Linked DNA regions of Mus musculus: region 2 is linked to region 1. The links are chromatin contacts, called in public HiChIP or PLAC-seq maps. All regions are on one chromosome and are shown on one strand. The core of a region is the stretch at or near the end of the contact, and the rest is flanking DNA. Distances in the headings are between cores, read along the strand shown.

Region 1 (6,513 bases), core at 3,215-5,714:
TGGCATCAGAAATGCGTGGCCATGGGTCACATCGTGTCCGCAGTCAGGACGCACAGAGCAATGAAGGCTAGGGCTTGGCTTCTTTTCAGTCCTCTTGATTCAGTTCAGGGGTCCATGAGACGGTGCCGTCCACATTCAAGGTGGGTTTTCTCCGAATTATTCAACTTATCTGGAAATGCCCCAGAAGACACACTAGAAAATGTGTGTTTTTTATGGTGATTCTAGAGCCAATCAAGTTCACAATAAAAGTAAACCATCATGGGTCTGAAAAGATGGGTCAGTAGTTAAGAGCAGCACATACTGCTCTTCCAAAGGTCCTAAGTTCGGTTCCCATCACCCAAATTAGGTGGCTTGAAACCACCTGTAACTTCAGCCTTAGGGAATCTGATGCCATTTTCTGGCCTCCAAGGGCACCTGCACTCATGTGCCCATTCTCACTTACTGTATACATATATATTTAACTAAAATTAAAAGTAAAATCTTGCTGGAGAGATGGCTCAGCAGTTAAGAGCACTGACTGCTTTTCCAAACGTCTTGAGTTCAAGTCCCAGCAACCACGTGATGGCTCACAATCATCTATAATAGGATCCGATCCCCTCTTCTGGTGTGTCTGAAGACAGCTACAATACACTCATATAAATGAAAAAAAAAAAACCAAATAAAAACTAAAGTCTTAAAAAATAATCTGTCACTCATACCTTGTTTAAGAATAAAGTTTTGGAGCCGGGTGTGGTGGCACACGCCTTTAATCCCAGCACTCGGGAGGCAGAGGCAGGCGGATTTCTGAGTTCTAGGCCAGCCTGGTCTACAAAATGAGTTCCAGGACAGCCAGGGCTACACAGAGAAACCCTGTCTCAAAAAAATCAATCCCCCCCCCCCCAAAAAAAAAGAATAAAGTTTTGGGGCTAGTGTAGAGATAATCTTTTTTTGCACTTTGTAAAAGCATTCACCAGTCCAAAAAAAAAAAAAAAAAACCCAGAAAACAAAAAAAACCTGTGGCTAGTGAGCTGAGGCAGGCAATAGGAGATGGGACATCCAGCAGAGAGAGAGAGAGAGAGAGAGGAATTATGGGAAAGAGTCAGGCTGAAGGGATTTTTCTCAGACTCTGGAGGAGGTCATCACATAAACCTGAAGACAGGTAACTAACCATGCGGAAGCCATAAAGGAACCATGCGGAAGCCATAAAGTAATTTAAATGAGTTATATAAGTAACAAGCTAGGCGGGAAACAAAGCCAAGGCTATTGGTGTAAGCATTTATTAATAAATAATTAATCGTAGAGTAATTATTTCTGAAAACAAAGGGGCCAGGAGACAAAGGTCAAAGTTACAGGCCAGTGAAATGACTGGTGGATAGAAACACTTGCCACTAATCCCAGAAACCTGAGTTTGACCCAGGAACCCACGTGATGGAAAGAGAAAAATCCAATGTTTACTCCTTCTGATCTCAACAGTGTACCTACAGAAATATACACACACTACCTATATATGTGTGTGTGTATGTACGTATGTGTGTGTGTGTATATATATAGAACAAATTAGACGGTGAGGTGGGAGCAAAAGGAAAACCGGGAACTGTTAGATCTGGTGGCAGAGTCTACCAGCGGAAGATTTCCAACATAGAATAGTTGAAGAGTTTAGGATAGATTCTGCACCCAGGGGTTGTGCTATCTGTTGATTCTAAACTAAAACAAAACAAAACCGACAAAAAGCAAACAAACAAAAGAACAAAATATTTTAAAAACAGGTTCTCGTGGGTCCTAGGCTGGTTTTGAACTCACTATGTAGCTAAAGATGACCTTGAACTCTGATCCTTCTGCTTCCACCTCCCAAGTGCTAGGATTACAGCCTGTACTGTCAAGCCTGATTGATGCAGTACTGGGGATCAAACCCAGGGCCTCACCTGTGAGAGGCAGGCACTTGACCAATTGAGCTATAGCCCTTTCCCATTTACTTAGGTATTTGTGAGTATCTGTGCATGGTTTGTTGCCAGTGACTTTCCAGCATCACAGGGTTTCCCAGGAAAGGCAGCCATGAGACCATTCATTGGTGGTGGTTGTGGTGACAAAAGTTGTGGTTGCTGGGGCAAAAGTAGGTTACTTCTGGTAATATTTACCTTTCTTAAACTCTTTGCTATCCTAAGGCCAAAGGCTTCTATTTCTGGTAATTAACTCCTGCTGTGTAGAACCAGAGAATTAAGTAAGAATTGTTAGAGTTCCTTTCTCTCTTGCCTGGGAGCCTCTTGATAGCTGGGTGAGAGGCTCAGAGCTCATTAACTCTTTACAAACCAGAGAGAAAAGAGAAAGTTAGAAATTCATTTACATAGAGAATGACTACAGACACATACATTCTGTTTGGGCCAACTACCTGTCTTATCATCTCCACAAGTATTCATGCATGCTCATATACATACCATACACATATACCTACACATACATATAGACAAGTGGACATTCACATATATACATTTGGTGAATTGCCCCACACACCACACATACAGTTGGATCTGTGGCACAGCCCCATATGCTACCACTTTATCCCTTCTCTCTAGTCTCTTTATATCTTCATAGACAGAGGTTCTTTAGAAAATTACCTCATAGATTAAATGTCACACAAAGGAGAGTTACAGAAGTATGCTGATATTAAGTTCAAAGCAGTGTTTCATTCTGTAAGCTCATTATCCATTCAAAGCAACAGTTTCACATGTCCTTGCTCTATCATAGAGCACACCTGTGGCTTCATCCTTAGATCTGACCTAGAATGAATGTTTTTCCTTGATCACTAATTTGTCCCAAGCCCCCTTTTTAGTGTAATTATGAAAGCTCATTGTATCCCTTATTATGCAGCCTTTATTTACTATTCTATGAGGTGTATGGACATTCTATTCTTGATTCTAAATGTATTATATCTTCCTGGCAAGACAACTATAACCATCTCTTAAAACTTTCTTCCTAAATTTTAATCAAATCAGGAATTCTATAAAATCATTAATTCATATAAACAGTATTAATTAATGAAAGTTTACCTTTATGTTGATCTGCAGGGCATTTATTTGCTCAATAGGCTGGACTAATGCCCAGGAATCCCTAGTCTCTATAAGAGTGGCAGGCAAGGAATATCAGCTGCAAGAAGCAATCCTGAGACAAAGCCACTTGGAACCTTGCCTCTCAAAGCTCACCCATCCTAGGTCATACAAAAAGGTGGGCCACCTCCAAGAAAGTCCTCTGCTAGCGTTAGCCTCTTTTTGATGGCTCACGGCAGTTTGTCTTTTATCAAATAGCAGTGAAGGTAACAAACTATTTGATGCCGACAATGTCATCAGGTTATCCTTAGAGGTTTAAGCAGGAAGATTGCACAATTTCACAGCCAGCCTGTGATACAGAGTAAGACTCTGTCTCAAATACAACACTAGAGTTAAAGGTCTTTCTTTGTAGCTTAGGCTGTCTTGGAACTTTCAGTATAGCTAGACTGTAGGCTGTTTTCTAATGCAAGGTACTTCTGGGAACTGAGCTTGCATGCAAGGGCCATTAACAAAAGTTGAAGCATGACAAAATTGAAATTGTGAGTCTGTAGGAAAACAAAAATGCTGGAGTCTATAGAATTCCCTTTTGGTTTGGCAGTTTCTATTTTTAAAAATACGTAGTTTTCTGTGCAGGCACCTAGCTCATGTGTGGGGGTCAGAGGACAACTTTTGGGAGCTTCAGGTGCTTAAAACCTGCAGATTTTTTTCAACACAAAGAGTAAACTCCTCTATAAACATTATTAATATTAATGCACCAGTAATCATTTATCATTTGTAACAAATCTCACAGTAACGCAGGGCATTAAGAGGGGTATTAATAGGTGAAACTGTGAGACATGGATGCTGGGACTTTCCTGCACTTCCTGTTCAATTTTCCTACGAGCCTAAAACTGTGCTAAAAATAAAATCTTTTCAAATGAACCAACCAAACGAGAAACATCTCTGAAGAAACTTTAAGATGTTTTTCTGTAGACTCATATTAAATCAATGTTTCTTCATTTTCAATAAAATACTGGAAAAAAAGAAAACCCTAAAACTCTCTAGCTTTTTATATTCCAGGAATTGCACGTCTAATTATTGTTTTTGTAAAACAAAACTATGAAATGTTTCCAAAGCAATGCAGCTCTTTTAATCATCAATATTCTCAAATACTACTATTGATGTTTTACAAGAGAAAAAACAAACACATTAGAACAGAAGGATTAAAGAGGATTTCAAACCATAAATTCTAAACCCGACAATAAATCCCAAGAGAACCGGCGGTTTCTAGTAGATCCTGAAAACAATGAAAAACCAAAAAGGCTCGCGACTTTGGATGAACTACAACTCCCAAAATGCAAAGCAGCTGCAGTCTTTCAGTTTCCGCCCTAGAACCTGAAAACTCCCATCATGCCTGGAGGCGGGAAAAGCAGTTTGTAACGTACCCTGCTGGCTTACTCCTTGCGCTTTTGCGGTGTCGTCCGCGCTGGTGTGAAGATGCTGGCCGTCGGCTACGCGATAAAGGGAGGCGGCTCCGCCCCGAAGGCCCAACTGAGTAATTGCGGCCGCGAGCGGAGTCTGTTCTGGGTCGCCGCTGTGCCGCCCCTGTGTTGGCGAGGGAGGCGTGAGGAGGAGCCAGGCGTCTGCAGCCGTTCTCGCCCTCGGCGCCCCGCCGCCATCTCCACCATGCAGTCCCGGGAAGACGCCCCGCGCTCTCGCCGCCTCGCCAGCCCCCGCGGCGGGAGGCGGCCCAAGAGGATTTCCAAGCCCTCGGTGTCGGCCTTTTTCACGGGCCCGGAGGAATTAAAGGACGCGGCCCATTCCGCAGCCCTCCTGGCACAGCTCAAGTCTTTCTACGACGCGCGGCTGCTGTGCGATGTGACCATCGAGGTGGTGACGCCTGGCAGCGGGCCGGGCACGGGGCGCCTCTTCTCGTGCAACCGCAACGTGCTGGCGGCCGCTTGCCCCTACTTCAAGAGCATGTTCACGGGGGGCATGTACGAGAGCCAGCAGGCCAGCGTGACGATCCACGACGTGGATGCCGAGTCCTTCGAGGTCTTGGTGGACTACTGCTACACTGGTCGCGTGTCGCTCAGCGAGGCCAACGTGCAGCGCCTGTACGCGGCCTCGGATATGCTGCAGCTGGAGTACGTGCGCGAAGCCTGTGCCTCCTTTCTGGCTCGCCGCCTTGACCTGACCAATTGCACTGCCATCCTCAAGTTTGCCGATGCCTTTGACCACCACAAGCTGCGATCTCAGGCCCAGTCCTTCATAGCTCACAACTTCAAGCAGCTCAGCAGGATGGGGTCCATTCGGGAGGAGACGCTGGCAGATCTGACCCTGGCCCAGCTGCTGGCCGTCCTGCGTCTGGACAGCTTGGATGTAGAGAGTGAGAAGACTGTGTGTCATGTGGCGGTGCAGTGGCTGGAGGCTGCTCCCAAAGAGCGGGGTCCCAGTGCTGGGGAAGTCTTTAAGTGTATTCGTTGGGCGCACTTCCCTGCAGAAGAGCAGGACTACCTAGAGGAGCTACTGAGCAAGCCTATTGTGAAGAAATACTGCCTGGACATTATTGAAGGGGCTCTCCGGCAGTTTCGTTTTGATGATGGTCTGCCTAAGGCTTTGGCACAGATTCCAAGCAACAGCAACAATAGCAATAGTAATAATAATGACACCAGCAACACTGTTGTCCCAGCAGAAGAAAATCCACCCCATAGGTTAGGGATGTGTGTGAAGAGAATGATGGTTTTCTGTGGACACCCCAAACATCACTTTTTCTGCTTTGACCCATACTCTGAGGAAATTTACAAAGTGTCCTTGCCTGTGACTTGCCTTGCACACACTAGAACTCTCACCACCTTAGCTGTCTATATTTCTCCAGACCATGACATCTGTCCCACTGTTCAGTCCAGGAGAGGTGTATGGGTATATAAGCCAGCCCAAAATAATTTGTATCAACTGACTGACCACTTGCTGTGTCCGGAGGGTATGGATATGACATATCTGAATGGTTACATTTACATTTTGGGTGGACGAGACCCTGTTACTGGAGCTGAATTAACAGATGTGGGACGCTACAGTGTCCAGAAGAACAGGAGGCCATTAGTGGCTCAATTACCACATTCCTTTACATCCTTTGACTTTTGGTGATTCTGTGTCCTCTGCAGCACACATTTGCTATGGAATGAATGGTCCAAGCCATATCAAGTAGCTGAAGTTTGTTTCTCTGAAGCTCAGTGACTTGTGAAGCCTATGTCTTCATTGATGACATCTCTTGTATCATTGACATCCCAGTAATGAAAGTATACAATCCAGTTACTGTAGAATGGAGACAAATAAATATTCCTTTCATGATAGGGACTAGTGGTTATTAGATTATCACACGTGACCAAAAACTGTTACTTATCACCTCATGTACCCCTGTACCCTTGACAAAGAGTAGGATGACTCTGTATGACAGTGGAGAAAACTAGTAGTTTAATATAGGTTCCACATTAGGCCTCTTGAAGTTTGATAT
Region 2 (6,613 bases), core at 3,451-5,950, 57 kb after region 1:
AAGGGGAAAAAACTTGTTGTTGAGTCAATATCTAGTTCAACTTATGATTCATTTAGCAAATATTTGTTAAGCAACTATGCTGATGTAGAAATACCATTAGACTAAAAGAAATAGCCATCAAGACATGGACACAATTGATGTAAAATAGAGCGCTCTTCAGTTGTTTCAGCAAAGTAGGCAGCAAGAGCTCTAGAGGAAAACTACTACATTTGGGGTCTAATAGCAGCACTTGAGAGGCAGGGATGAGAGAGAAGAGTTCAAGAGCCTCACTGAATAGTGAGTTTGAGACTGTCCTGGGCAGCGTAGGACCTTATTTGAAAAGGACACACCCAGAGTGAGTCCTCTAGTGCTTTGTGTGTCGTGGTGTGTAAGTGTATGAGCGAACGCATGTGTGCTTCATGCTTCTGTTAGACCCTCTACACAGTGTTGTTGGAACATGAGAAAAAAGGTAATGAAAATGATGAGAGAAGATCTCACAGGAGATTTATTAAGAATGGTTTAAGAAAGGTGAGGTGACAAATGTGATGTGTTCTCAGCTGGTATGTTCAGAAAATCTAGATTATAGGCGATTAAAGATGAGGTTGCAATAGGGTAAAGCAAGGTCAAGATGGTAAGACATGGATTGAAATGTCTTCAATAGGTTCTGATAGACAAGTCTTTAAAATTATTTTATTTCATTATTTTATGTGTGGGGGGTATTTTGCTTGCATGTATGTTTGGATCCTCTGGAGCTAGAGTTAAGAGACAGTTGTGGGCTACCATGTGGGTGCTGGGAATCGAACCTACATACTCTAGAAGTACAGCTAGGGCTCTTAATCACCTTTCCTGCCACAAATAGTTTCTGATAGTTGGTTTGAAATTTGAAGATCAAAATGGACCCTTACATGTTGGGCCAGGGCTAAGGTAGCCCTCTGTAGGTTGTTGGTTTTGTTGTTTTGGGTTTTTTTTTTCCCTCTTTATTTGGTTTGTTTCCTTTTGAGACAGGGTCTCGCTGTGTAGGTCTGGAACTTACTGTGTACACCAGGCTGGCTGGGAACTCACATAGGCCTGCCTCTGTTAGGATTAAAGTGTACATTACCATTCCTGGCACCTCTTTTGTTTTCAGTGGAAATCAATTTAATAGGTCAGAGAATTTATGAGAAATTCCTTAATATACATTATTCTTGAATTGAGAAATCAGATATTGATAGAAGCTATAGGCATATATGTTAGAAACGAGCATGGGTTAATTTATATAAATTATAGTAGCATCTTCTTTATTTCTTTTAGATGCTGTCTGATCAGCATAGGTTAAACCTGTGTCCTCCGACTGCGTTATGACTCCTCATGCTTTGTGTGGTTATGTTACTTAGTCCATACCACCAGCAGTGCTTGAACAGGTTTTTTTTTTTAATCAGTGTAATTTTTCTTCAAGAAATCTCATATAAGTGGAATCATACTGTATATAGGCTTTTAATACAAGTTTCTTTCAGTAAAATGCTCTGAGCATCATCTAATTGTATATAATGGTAACTCCTTTCTGTTGCTGAGGTTGGATTATGTGCTAGTGTTTTATCCTCCGATTTTGTTAACGTGTGTGCCTTGGCACCATCATAAGGAATTTAAGTGAATTATTTTGTGAAACAGGGATGGTCTCTGCACCTTTTAGAGAAGTTAACACAGAGGCTTAGAGCTTACATATGTAGGCCTAGAGTGGACAACTGGTTAATAGTAGAGTTGGGACTCACACTGTGGTCATCCACTCTGAAGTCAGTGTCTTAACCATTAGTCTACTGGGCAAATGGTTAATGTTAGTTTCTTGATTCTTTCTGCATGCTCTGTGTGTGTGTGCCTGTGCCGTAAGGTGGAGAGGCCAGAGGAATCAGGCGCTCTCTAGCCCTTTCACCTTATTCCCCTGAGGCGAGGTTTCTCGTGTGTTTTAGGCCAGCCCCGGAGAGTCTCCTATCTCTTCCTTGCAGTGCTGGGGCCGTAGGTGTGTGAGGCCCAGTCTCTTTTATGTCTCGGCTGGGTATCTGAACGTGTCCTCAGGCTTGATCCATAGGCTCTCCTCCCTCCCGAGCCACCTTCCCTTAAGGTAGCCTGAGATGTGGGTAGATCTCCCTTACTGTTCCCTGCTACTCTTTGTAATTCATTATATAAGTTTCTTTCTTAAAGAGATTAAAAAAAAAAAAAGGCCCAAAGTTTCCCCTATTTTTCTGTCTAATTTTATCGAGGAACAAAGACAACAGTTGCAGGCAATAATTTTCATGTTGCTGGGTTTTAGTCTTAAGGACCCAAGGCTTCTGGAATTGAGGCTTAAATAAAAATAAAGCTGTAATTCTTAATTAGCATAAGATGCATCTCTATGAGAATTCAGGTCATGATACCATTATTCCTTAACCTCCTCTAAACAGAATCTTTGTTTTTTAGACAACAAATACCAAACAAAATTGGCAGTGGTTGAAATTACTTAAAATAAGAGGTGCGGCTTCTCCGACACTGCCTTAGGTTTAATTAAGATAGGTAGTTGTCTTGTTTTTTGTATTTAAAAGCATAGAATTTTGCCAGGCTATTACAGACTCCTAAAGTCCTAGTACTCTGAAGCTGATGCAGTTCAGGCCTAGGTTACATAATGAACTGGAAACTTAGCAGTGAGACCCTAATGAAAAAAAAGAAACAGAAAAATTTTAAGAAGAAATAAGCAAGTTTTGGTGTGAAAATGTCTCTTTTACTTTAAGCCTATTTACTTAAATATCTTGTCATAAAATTATTTCTAGACTAATAACAGCTTTTATTTTAATGCTATTTTGTTCTGCAATGCTGAGGGTTGAACATAGGCCCTCACACATGCTAGATACATTCTGTACCACTGAGCTAAGAATACAAATTTAAAAATATATATTTTATAGAGACTGGAGAGGTTGCTCTTGGAGAGACCTGGGCTTGATTCCCAGCACCCGAATGACAGCTCACAACTGACTGTAACTCTGGTTCCAGGGATTACAACACCCTCTTCTGACCTCCATGAACACCAGGTAGACAAGTGATACACATACAGGCTAACACTCCAAAGAATAAAACAAATCCAACAAATCAAAAAGAAAACCCATTTATTAGTAAAGTATAATTGGCATAATTTCATTTTTGAAGATTCTATAAAATTTACATTACTGGCTAGTGTATGAATAGCTTCCTGCCAATTATCAAAAATCTGGTGAAGAAAGGGCTAGGAAAATGGCTCAGTAGTTAGAAACAGTTGTGCAATTGTGAGGATCTGAGTTCAAATCTCCTGCACAAACACATGCACACACCATCAGTGAATGTGAGGTAAGAAGAAGAGTGCACTGATGTGTATTTATGCCGCTCACAAGTGTGACTCAGCCGCACGGTGTGGCTATCAGGACAACTTGTAGGAGTTGATTTTTCCTTATAACTTATGGGACCCAGGCACTGAACCCAGGTCATCAGGCCTGGCAGCAGCCGTTGCTTTCTAAGCCATCTTGTGGACCCTGAGACTTTTTATGTGTCTTTAGTAGGACTTTGTTCTGCAAACAGCAGCCTAAGCCTGAGGATTTAGAAAGGCCATAGAATCAAAAGACAGAACTGAAAGGAGTCTCAAAAGTCCCCAGGTTTCCATGCTGTTCCAGGCTTTAACAAGAACAGGAAATGGGACTGGGATTTAGCTCACAGGCTGAATGCTTGTTTTTAGCATGTGCAAGACCCTGGGCTCAATTCCTAGGATTGCAAAAACCCTAGGAGAAAACAGAATGCCTGGGGAAAAGGCTGGCTTGGCAAAGCACCTGCAGGGAAGCTGGAGGGCCGTGTGTACATTCACAGAACTTACAGGAAAAGTTTGGCCTGGTAGCCTGTTCGTAAATCCAGTCTTCAGAGGAACTTGGGGGGAAGGAGACAGATCTGAAGCCTAGCTGAATCTTTGGTTTAGCGGGAGACTCTGTCTCAAAAAATAAAGATGGTGGGCCCGGAGAGAAGGCTCAACAGGTACTGACTCATCCTCTAGCCCCACAGCGTTTGATCTACACCCCATTCACTGGAAGAAGAGAGCTGACCTCTCCATTGTACATAGGGCACCTGAGTGCCCACATACAGATCAATGCACATGGAAAATAAAGGGTTGATAGCACTTGCGAGGTGAGGCAGGAAGATAGTATAAAGTTACTGCATGCACAGTGGACGGTTCTTTACAATAGAAAAGCAGTTTTGTTAAACAGCACCCCTTTCTCACCCTTCTCCCCAACTCTTTAAGTAGAAAAACCTTCCCACGATTATAATCATAACAAAATAAGCCACCTTTTAAAAATACCACTTACCTTTGTTTTGGGTACAGATGTTTTGCTTGCATGTGTGTAAATAAGTGCACACAGATGGGCCCGGTGCCTACAGAGGTCAGAGAGGTGCCCGGTCTTCTGGAGCTAGAGTTTGGATAGCTGTGAGCCAGCACATGGGGCCTGGGAATGAAATCTGGGTCCTCTTCAAGAGCTGCAAATGCTCTCATCTACTGAGCCCTCTTTCCACTCCCCAAACTGTTATCTTTAACCTCACTTCTGTCTGTCTGTCTGAAGCTTCTCTCATCAGACTGTCTCCTTTTAGAACCGCATTGTGTGACTTTTCCAGGCAATTTGCTTCTGCTTTTCCTGGCTAGAGAGGACAGAGGTCGTACAAAGGAACAGTATCATCTGAGTTCAGTGCACTGAGCCAGTGAGCTTATTGGGGTTATAGGAGCATGGGTGAGACTCCAGCAGCTGAGTCACAGAGAAAGCACCCGTCCTACAGGGATGAGTCAGGATTTAGGAGAGTGCAATCGCCCGAGACCCCCAGGCAGCCCTCGACCATGGAAGGGTCTCCTCCTTCCCAGCAGATGACATGACGCCAGGGAGCTGCACCGGATCTTCTCATTCGTATGATCTTCCTGTGCTTTTCAGTCAGGGTTCTTAGGAATTTTATGAGCTCTCTTGTATCTTTAGGAGGGAATTTTTCAATCAGGAAAAAACATTTATAAAATGGACTCTATCACACATAAAACTTTTCTTAAAAATACCTATTTTTAGCCGGGCGTGGTGGCGCACGCCTTTAATCCCAGCACTCGGGAGGCAGAGGCAGGCAGATTTCTGAGTTCAAGGCCAGCCTGGTCTACAAAGTGAGTTCCAGGACAGCTAGGGCTACACAGAGAAACCCTGTCTCGAAAAACCAAAAAAAAAAAAAAAAAAAAAAAAAAAAAAAACTATTTTTATTTATTTGTACATGAGGATCTCTCCCTCCCTCCCTCTCTCTCTTCCATCCTTTCTTTTTGTTTGTTTGCCTGCACATATGTGTGTATCCCATGTGAGTGCACGAATCTCTTGGAACTGGAGTTACAGATGGTTGTGAGCTGCTATGTGCTGGGAAACAAATCCCAGTCCTTTTAAGAATAGCCAGAGCTCTGAGCCATCTCTCCATGTTCCACCCCGATTTCTTTTTCTTTTTCTTTTTCAAAAAAATCAATAGTAACCTTCATATTGCTAAAACCAGTTGCCATTTTGCTTCAGATCTCATCTGCTTTGGTCTGAGATCAGCGGTTGACGCTCACTCACCTCTTAGTCTGTGTTTACTCCTCAGACTCCATGCCGATAGGGTAGATCTTGTTTTCCTCCTCCAATTCTCTGTGGTCCTTCTCGGCCACCCTTGTAAGCTCTTTATCATTTCCCCACCTCTAAATGATGGAGTGTCCCAGGAGTCTTTAGTATATTATCTGTAACTATATGTCATGCGCATGTGCCTAGATATATGCTAGTGATCCCCAAATTGTATTACTTGTTTTTAACCTTATTTTATAACTTAAATTATGATAGAAAATTAACAACACTTCAGTACTGATTTAAAGTCAGTACATCTTATGTTACACGATGAAAGAGTAAGAGGAAAGATATTTGCTTAATGTGTGTGTGTGCACATGCATGTGTGCATGTGTGTATATATTCTTATGCAAATACATTCTTAACAAAATAGGAGTTTCTGTAAGTGGTCACTTCCTAGTGTTGTAGCTGGCATTACTGACACTCTCTGCTGCTTGTTCTGTATTCTCTTGGTCTTCAACAAGTACCCCAGCTTGTTGTGCCCTAGGGCTGAAAAGTTGATGTGGCCAGCTGAAAGTAAACTTTCTGGCTCATTTATGGAGAATAAGGTGTTTGCTAAATCGGTAGCTCCTTTTCAGGTGCCAGATATATGAATTTGCTCAAGGAGTGAAACTGCATCTGGTTAAGTTTACAATATGGTTATTGTTTCCCAAGATCATTTCCAGACGGGTGCTGAGGACGGCCTAACAACTGCAGTCTGTCTTGGTTACTGTGTATATGGCTAGGGGCTAGAACAGTGTCTGACACACACTCAGTGCTCAGGGCACATTTTTGAAGGGTGAGAATGACTAAGAGTGCCTACAGTTAGTAATTAACATTGAGCCTGGAACATGGAGAAAACAATTTATATGTATAGACCCTCCTTCTCAAAATTAAGGCAGGGTCTCTGAACCCTGGTTGGCCCAGAACTCACTGTGTGCTAGGCTGGCCTCAAACCTTTGTCTTACTGAGTGCGAAGATTACAGGGATGCACCACCACACTGCCATCTTTTTCTTATTTTAAG

What was found. HiChIP or PLAC-seq counts read pairs in DNA pulled down with a chosen protein or histone mark.
Region 2: a contact with region 1 is called in an H3K27ac HiChIP or PLAC-seq map of microglia, with 3 times the contacts expected there. The contact joins the enhancer-like site here to the promoter of Kbtbd6 in region 1. A contact is called at or near these places in 1 of 39 promoter capture datasets (macrophages), 3 of 115 datasets of contacts at active chromatin or transcription factors (the SCID.adh cell line, embryonic stem cells and microglia) and 3 of 9 other capture datasets (adipose tissue, liver and pancreatic islet).

Annotation. Positions count from the first base shown.
Region 1 is chr14:79,447,371-79,453,883 of GRCm38.p6, forward strand. Kbtbd6 (kelch repeat and BTB (POZ) domain containing 6) reads left to right here and starts at 4,465. Exons shown (of 1, transcript NM_001034882.3): 1 at 4,465-6,513. The coding sequence starts at 4,686. The coding sequence ends at 6,146.
Region 2 is chr14:79,504,466-79,511,078 of GRCm38.p6, forward strand. The region is part of intron 1 of Elf1 (E74-like factor 1); the gene reads left to right. It also overlaps the pseudogene Gm9243. Among named protein-coding and RNA genes, the nearest start is that of n-TEttc4, 26 kb to the left of the region's middle. Within about 2 kb of position 4,701, at least 46 of the 459 cell types and tissues checked have an H3K27ac peak or open chromatin away from gene starts, as enhancers often do. A contact at or near this core is called in adipose tissue, liver, microglia and 1 more, where this site is marked.